Linked DNA regions of Rattus norvegicus: region 2 is linked to region 1. The links are chromatin contacts, called in public Hi-C maps. All regions are on one chromosome and are shown on one strand. The core of a region is the stretch at or near the end of the contact, and the rest is flanking DNA. Distances in the headings are between cores, read along the strand shown. Region 1 overlaps Crtc3 (CREB regulated transcription coactivator 3). Region 2 holds the start of Crtc3 (CREB regulated transcription coactivator 3).

Evidence for each region. A called contact is a pair of places that touch in the nucleus more often than the background predicts.
Region 2: a Hi-C map of kidney shows a contact between it and region 1, with 2.6 times the contacts expected there. The contact joins the promoter of Crtc3 here to the enhancer-like site in region 1. A contact is called at or near these places in 7 of 12 Hi-C or Micro-C datasets (Schwann cells, frontal cortex, hepatocytes and 4 more) and 1 of 1 datasets of contacts at active chromatin or transcription factors (oligodendrocytes).

What each region holds. Positions count from the first base shown.
Region 1 is chr1:143,986,946-143,990,716 of GRCr8, forward strand. All of the region lies in intron 6 of Crtc3 (CREB regulated transcription coactivator 3), which reads right to left. Among named protein-coding and RNA genes, the nearest start is that of Crtc3, 75 kb to the right of the region's middle. Within about 2 kb of position 1,831, at least 2 of the 93 cell types and tissues checked have an H3K27ac peak or open chromatin away from gene starts, as enhancers often do.
Region 2 is chr1:144,062,977-144,067,024 of GRCr8, forward strand. It overlaps Crtc3 (CREB regulated transcription coactivator 3), which reads right to left and starts at 1,312. Exons shown (of 15, transcript NM_001427241.1): 1 at 1,005-1,312. The coding sequence starts at 1,136. It also overlaps the pseudogene LOC103691178.

The DNA of each region.
Region 1 (3,771 bases), core at 581-3,080:
ATCTAGAGTTGGTGCCCAAGAGCTTTTCCTTCAAAAGTGTCTTAGTCCCAAAGGTTCCTGCCAACTCAAAAGAACAGTGCAGACAAAGTCTGGGAACCTGTCTTCAAAACACAAAGCAAAAAAAGTCTGTCTTGTCACCCTCCCAAACGTGTGACCCACGGGGTGGGCAGGTGGACTTGGAGTCCCTATCACTGATGTGCCAGCTACCATGGGTCCAAGTTCCAGGACAGGCCCTGTGACATATTCTGGACTCTCCCGTGCTTATATCTGAAGTCAGTATATGTGATATCCTTATGTGATGGCTATTCACAGATAATTTAAAAAACCGATTTGGAATCAGTCCTGACTGAAGAGCAGCTAGCCCATGAGGCATACTGCCGATGACTACATATAGCTCCTTCTGCACTTCTAGGCTAAAACTGAATAGCCGTCCCTAACATGGACTGGGTAACCATTCTCCTCAGAGCAATCAGTTATACCAAGTCAGTTCTCAGCACTGAATCGTTATTAAAAACTCAAGTCTAAGCCTTTAAACATAGCTCAGCTTAGCTAAGTTTCTAGAGGAAATGGTTAAACTATAAACTAGCCCAAATTAGTCTATAGAAATTAAACACATAACAATCATCCACTCAGCAGATACTCGCTCAGTCTCTGCAGTGTGCAACAGAAGGTCGGGGCAGTGACCAGGCACAGGTAGGAGGACAGACGTCGTGGCAGCAGATTCTGTAAGTGGCAGAAGCTGTAGCATCTTAGTGGAGCCCAGGGGCAGGATGGACACTAAGAGCTCCCAAAGGTGCCAAAGGTTCATTAATTAAGCTTGCTCACAAAACACAGGCCTTCTCTCAGGCAACCAGAAAAACAGAACCTAAGTAAGTGACTAAAACCTTTTTTTAAAGTGCATCTACACGACCACTAGGGTACGTCTGCTAAGACAGGATTCTTGGACACAGCCTTTAGAGATGTTGATGCAGGTGTGTGACCTGCCATGGATTTGAGTCCAACACCACAGACAGACAAAGCAAAAAGTAAAACAGTAAAGAAGCCAGGCAGTGGTGGTGGATGCCCTTAATCCCAGCACTGGAGAGGAAGAAGGAGGTGGATCTCTGAGTTAGAGGCCAGCCTGGTCTACAGAGCAAGTTCCAGGAGAGCCAGGGCTACACAGAGAAACCTTGTTTTGAAAAGAAAACAATTAAAAAAGCAATGCAAAGGGGCCAAGCTGCACAGAGCTGGACTAAGCTACTGCTCATTCGCTCTGTGACTGAGGACTGCAAGGACAGGCTGCCTGCACAGGCCATCAGGAAATGAAGCGTGCAAAGGTAATGTCCAGAGTCAGCTGTGACAGGAGGAGGGGAGAGAGACTTCTCAGTCAAACTTTTAAGTATAGCTTTTAAAGAAAGAGTAGGGAACTTGCCCATTCTGATCACTAAAATGTGATTATTTTGTTAAAAATGATGAATGCCGTTTTATGCAATGGTCTATTGTGGTATGTTAAGAGTCTCTCCATCTTCAAGACACGAAGTCTAAGTACTAAGGCTGAGCAGTGCCTGTACAGGAAGAGCTATGACAGCGAAAGCACCTCAGAGGCGAGCCGGTTCCCTGTGTGGTACCCTGCTGGTGCCACCCTCTTCCCCAGACTGGAGCAGGGGGCAGGGACATCCCTGGGTAGGCACTGAAGAAGAGGAAGGTAAGATGGGAACCGCTGCTGTGTACCTGGCACCTCACGCTGTGCTCTCCTGTAATCCTTGGAGCAATTTAGGAACTATTATCCTGCCCAAGGTCACACTGCGAGCTCTGGGACTAGCTTTCTGGGCAGGGTGCCTTCAGAAAGTCTATGTCCCTCGCAGCTGTGCTGTGCCTGGAGGAGTTCAGGCAAGAGGAAGCAAGGTTAAAGGGCTGCCTCAGTGAAAACAGGCAGAGCGGAGGAGTAAGGAAAGGGAGCAGAGGCAGACACAGACAGCAGAGACGGGAAGTGGTGACGTCTGGCTACGCATGAGCTAGAGGAGTGGGAGACATGGGCGAAGAAGTCTGCTGGTCATATGGACGAAGTAGAGAGCAGAGACCTGGGTTAGAGCTAACCCAGTCAGAGACTGTGTTTGTAGTACAGCATGAGGCTGTGGGGCAGCCTTGAGGCCAGGAAGACAGATAGAAAACCAAAAGACTGGACAAAAAGCAGTAAAGTAGGGTGTGGCAGTGAAGACCAAAACTACATGGCACACTGAGGGAGAGAAAGAGCAGAGCTTGCTCTAGTGAAGGGGGTGGGGGTGGGGTAAGAGATTGCACACTGCTCTCAGGCCGTCCACTTAAGTTGCCAAAGGACAGCAGCAGTAATGACTGACAGGTTTATTTCAATAATTAAATAGCCAAATTTAGATTTCTATTACTGCTACTATTACATACTACCACAAACACACAAATACCAAAGAGCACAGCTATAACAAAACAGTTGAAAACAAAAGGCAGAGACTTATGACTAATTATCTGGAAATAGAGGACATTAATTCAAAGCAGTCCCACAGGGTCAGGACAGCAACGGCCAAGGTCACATGTGTTGCAGGAAACTTGGTAGCCTTGGAGTCTTAGAGGGCTGACGTAACAAAATACATTTGAGTCCATATTCCTTTAATGTGCTCTCATGTCTGGCAAGCCTAGATAGCTCCTCATAGACTTCATGTGAAGTAGAAAGATGGGGTGCAGAAATGGTAACCACAGTGCATCCTACGTTCTAGACTCACAGACTTCCCATCTAGACCTCCCTGCCACACCGATGACACTTTCATTTTATATTCTGTGTGTGTGTGTGCGCGCGCGCACACACACGTGCAATCCATGACCTGTGTGCATGGCAAAGGACCACCCTGGCTGTTGCTCCACTCCAGCCCTCTTTGAGGCAGGCTGTCTTCTTGTCTGCCGCCGCACACGCCATACCATCTGCTCATGACCTTTGGGGGTTCCCCTGTCTCCACTTCTCACCTTCCCATGGAAGTATTCGGATTACCGTACTGCACATCTGATTTTTACATGGATTCCAGGGACACAGACGCTGGTTTTCATGTTTGCATGGCCAGGATTTCACCGGCTGAGCCTTCTCCCCGGCTCCTGGTGAGTCTTTAGACCTGAGGGACTTGTGTCAGGTAGACAAGTGTGGTTAACAGGCTCGCTCTCTATGGCTACTTCACTTTAACGTCTCCTTACCGCTGTGGGTCAGAGCTCACTGCTGGTTCAAGGGCCACTGAATACAGACTACATCTCTGCCCCTCAGCCGAGACTGAAGGCTCTACAGTCCTCAGGGATGGCCATCGGCAGCCACGGTCTGCACTCTTTTGCTCTTAGCTCCTAAGCTGCTAATAAGGGCCACTTTAGCTCCTTCTCCAATCTACTGTGAGAGGGGGACAGTTTGGGTTGATAAAGCTAGGCTGTGTGACAGGGCAAATGTCACAGAGAGCTACTGTGCTGATCCATATGTGTATACCAAACAGTAATTAAACTGCACATGCTACCATGGGCATGGGCAATTAAACAAGAGGGAAATTATAAAAACCCTGTTTGGTTGTATAAAAGTTTATTTCTGTCATTTATGACTTTATATCATTTGCATAGTTGTCGTGTAACTCAATAACCATTATGAACACTACCAACCATGTATCAGGCTAATGGCTTTGCTTCCTAGGGATGAAACTGAGCTGGCGACTGTTTTGTCTACTTGATGGCTTGTGTCGCCATACTGCAAGCAGATGCTCCCTCCTGATCTGTTCCCAATAACGATAATGGTGA
Region 2 (4,048 bases), core at 62-2,561, 76 kb after region 1:
TTTGGTTTATGCTATAGATTTATGTTAGTTTAGTTTATATTAAGTTTATGCTCAAAGAAAAAACTCCTGATTTAAACCCTGGCAACAGATTTTGGGTTTTTTTTTGTTTTTGTTTTTTTAAGTCCCAAAACAACACAGTGTTTGGTGGCCAAAATATAGTACGTCTGCACCTCAGGAAGCAGGGAAACAACCAGCTTGCAATCTGCTCTCACCCCCAGAATCTTCACAGCCTCCCCCATCTGACAATGTGCCTTCAAGGCCAGCACTCAGAATCCTCAAGGCTGCCCACACACGTTGACCCTCTGCGGTCTGCACCAGACACTCCTGCGCTCTCCATCCTCTGCGGTCCGCTCCAGTTGTCTAGCCTCCCAGGTGTTTGCCCCGACTCTCTCTTACTCATTCTTCTGAGTCCCTCCGTGGTCACCATCTGCGCTAGACACCCTGTCAGTTCTCACTAAATATCTGATGCTGAACAAATGCACCGGACCACGTAAAGCACCTCCAAGAGGCGAAAGTGGGAAAGCCACCGAATTACATCGTGGTACCAAGGCCCGCTGCCACTCAGGGGCCAGCCGTCGATTCACTTGTGAGTGCACCGAGCCTTCCCCTCGGGGACGATGTGCGACCCTCAAGCCCCCGAGGCCTTCCACGCAGAGAGCCAAGGGCTCGCTAGCGGTGGGTGTCCACTGAGAAGCCGCACCGCCCGAACCAGGCGCGCCTCGGTCCGGCCTCCGAGCTGCAGCTGCGTGCGATTTCCTCTCGGGGTCATCCTCCCGCTTAGGCCGCCCGGCCCCGCTGCCCGCCTCCCCGGACTCGGCCGTTTCCAGCTCACCGCACCGAAGGCCCGTCCACCGAGATCGCAAGCCGCATTTGGTGTCGCCAGGCCGGCAAGAACTGAGGCCGCGGCCCCCGCCCGTCCCCGCTGCCGACGCCTCCTCGGCCGGGCGACCTCTCTCCTGCCGCGCGGACCCACCCGCACCGCCCGCGCCAACCCCGAAGCTCACCCGGGACAGGGTGAGGTCGGTCATGAGCTGCTCGAAGGCCCGCGTCTCCTCGGCCTGCCGCTGCGTGTGCAGCGCGATCTTCTCACTGAACTTCCGCGGGTTGGCGCTGCCCGAGCCGGGCGAGGCGGCCATGGCGCGCGCCCCGCGCTAGCGGGCAAGGCAGACGGCAAGCGTGGGGTTCCAAGGCTCGGCCCACCCGCTCGGTCCGCAGGCCGTCCAAGCCGCCGCCCGAAGCCTGTCCTCCGGCGCGACCCGGCAGAGGAGCCGCCGCGGCCCCAGAGCCAGCAAGCGGCCGGGAGCGCGCCGAGGTCCGCCCCCGCGCGCCGGCCCCGCCCTCGGCGCGGCCCGCCCGGCCTCCGGGCCCCGAAGCCCGGCCTCCCCGCCGCGGAGCCGGGCCTCGGGCGAGCGGACCAAGGGCTGAGCCCGCTGTCCCCAGCCTGCTTCGGGACTTCTCACACCTACATCCCATCAGCAAAGCTAAGCCGCGCCTATGTGTGAAAGCCGCTGAGTACCACTCCCCACATCCCTCAGTGTGGATATGTACGTATGTACATGTGCGTGCAGACACCCACGGAGATCCCACTGGTCTAGGAACTAAACACCAGTCCTCTGCGAGAGCGGTATGTACTCTTAACTGAGCCATCTCTCCAGTCCCTTCAACTGTGTTTTATGTGTTTTAAAACAGCCTCATCAGGTTTCCCCTTTTCAGCCCAGAAGCGCTTCCAACATAATTGTACACCAACATGTCCTGGAGAGTGTTGAGCAGAGGACTGTGTTTTGTAAATTAGGACGCATTAGAGACATGCGGAGAAGTACAGAAAATAACATTAATAACGCCCACACACCTCATGATTAAACCATCAAAACATTTTTGCAGGGCCTGGAGATGGTGTTCAGCTGTAGAGCGCTTGTATGTCAAGCCTTAGGCCCTTGGGTTTGATTCCAGCACTGCAAATAAAATTTAAAAGGCATTTTGGGGCCAGCTAAATGACTCATGTAGAAGCAGATAACTGACTCCTGAAAATTGTCCTTTGACCTCCACACTCGGGCCGTGGCGAGCACATACCTAAATGCACACATACACATACAAAACTTTTTAAAAGTCATTTTGCTTCATATGCTTGGAGTTTATCTTTTTAAAAAGCCCCACCTCATTCTTCTTTGTCTCCATAAAAAGTAACTATGTTTATGGTGATGTCAATCATTACTGTTCTTATTTTTCAAAATTAACACATACTGATTGTGCTGTTCTCTCTTTGATTGTGAATGATTTATTAATCCAGTTACTCTGTGTGAAATAGGAAGTTTTATGTTTAAAATTTATATAGAAATGAGGCTATTATGGCAAATGCCTGTAATCCCAGCAGTTGGGAGTTGGAGGCAGGAGGATCAGTAGTTCAAGGTCCTTCTTGACTACATAATGAGAAGAAAGCCACCCTGAGCTATACAAACGCACAGGCATGCATGTGTGCTGACATCCGCCAAGCTGACTGGTGGCAGCCAGAGAACAGCTGGCAGAAGTGGGTTCTCTGCTTCTACTATTCAGGTTCCCTGCATCTTACTCAGGTTGGTGGCAGGCACCTTTACCGACCGAGGGAACTCACCAGTCTCTAGATTGTTTGGTTATAATTAGGCTTATGTGTCTGCTGTATGTGTTTAGTCTACTCACCATGCTTCTTTTCTTGCTCTGTATTTCTTAATTTGTGTGTGTGTGTGTGTGTGTGTGTGTGTCTATATGTTATTATTTAAATATTTAGTTTACCTGAGGTTATGTGCAGGATCTGTGCATAGGAATCCTAGGTAGCCAGAGGGTGACCTTAGATCCCCTGGAGCTGAAGTTACAGATGGTTGTGAGCTGCCATGTGGGTGCTGGGAACTGAAGCCTGGCCCTTTGCAAGTGCTCCTAACCACTGAGCCATCCCTCCAGCCCATCCATAATTTTTCTTTACATGTTGCTTTCTGCTTTTATGCCATTCTGAGTTCAGTTTCACACAACTGGGCCAGGCTGGGCATGGTGTCATACACCTGAGATCTCAGGACCTGGAAGGTGGAGGAGGGAGGACTTCAAGTGAAAGATCATTCTGGGCCATCTTGTCTTTCTCTGAGACAGTGAAACCCTGTCTCAAAAAAAAAAAAAAAAAAACGCAGACGGGCTGGAGAGACAGTTCAGTGGGTAGGAGCACTTGCTCCTCTTTCAGAGGACCTGAGGTTGGTACCCAGCAACCCAGGACTCACATTGGGCATTCACAGCCACCTGTAACTCCCTTTCCAGGGGATACGATGACATTGCTTCCACAGGCACCTGCACCCATGTGAATGCCCACACAGAGGCACATAGACACATGATTAAATGTAATCAAAATAAATCTTTTAAAAAAAAAAAAAAAACAAAAAAAAGAGCCGGGCATGGCGGCACACACCGTTAATAGAAGCACTTGGGAAGCAAAGGTAGTGGGGTCTCTATGAGTTGGAGGCCAACCTGGTCTACACTGTGAGTCAGCTCCCCTTCCCCACCATCTTAACAAACAAACAAAACCAAGTAAAGCAGGAATTTCTAGCTAGTTCAAGTAATGAAAGAGTTGCTAAAAAGCCTATTTGGAGGGCTGATAACAGCCTCTGATACTGAGCGTCTGGCTGCAGAAAAGAGGCAGCAAAGGAACCACTTCCTCTCTTGAAGTCGGAAGCCAGCTGGGAAAGCTGTCACTACCCCGAGCTACCCGTAGGGGCTCCGAAAACACACAGGACGAGGACTGTTCCCCACCCACAGTTTCATTTTCCAAGGTTTCAATTACACTCCATCAACCATGGTCTAAAAATATTAAGTCGGACATTCCAAAAAATTAATAATTCCTGAGTTTTTATACTGCTCGCCAATCTGAGCAGCAGGGTGAAACTTTGTGTCATCTCACAGTGGGTGGGAGGCGTCCACTGGTCCAGCATATGCCTGTTTGGTCACTGAGTGGTGTCTTCACAGGTTAACTGCTGTAATGATGTGCTTTCTTCACCTAATAAGAAAAGCCCCAGCTGGGGGCCAGCAAGGTGGC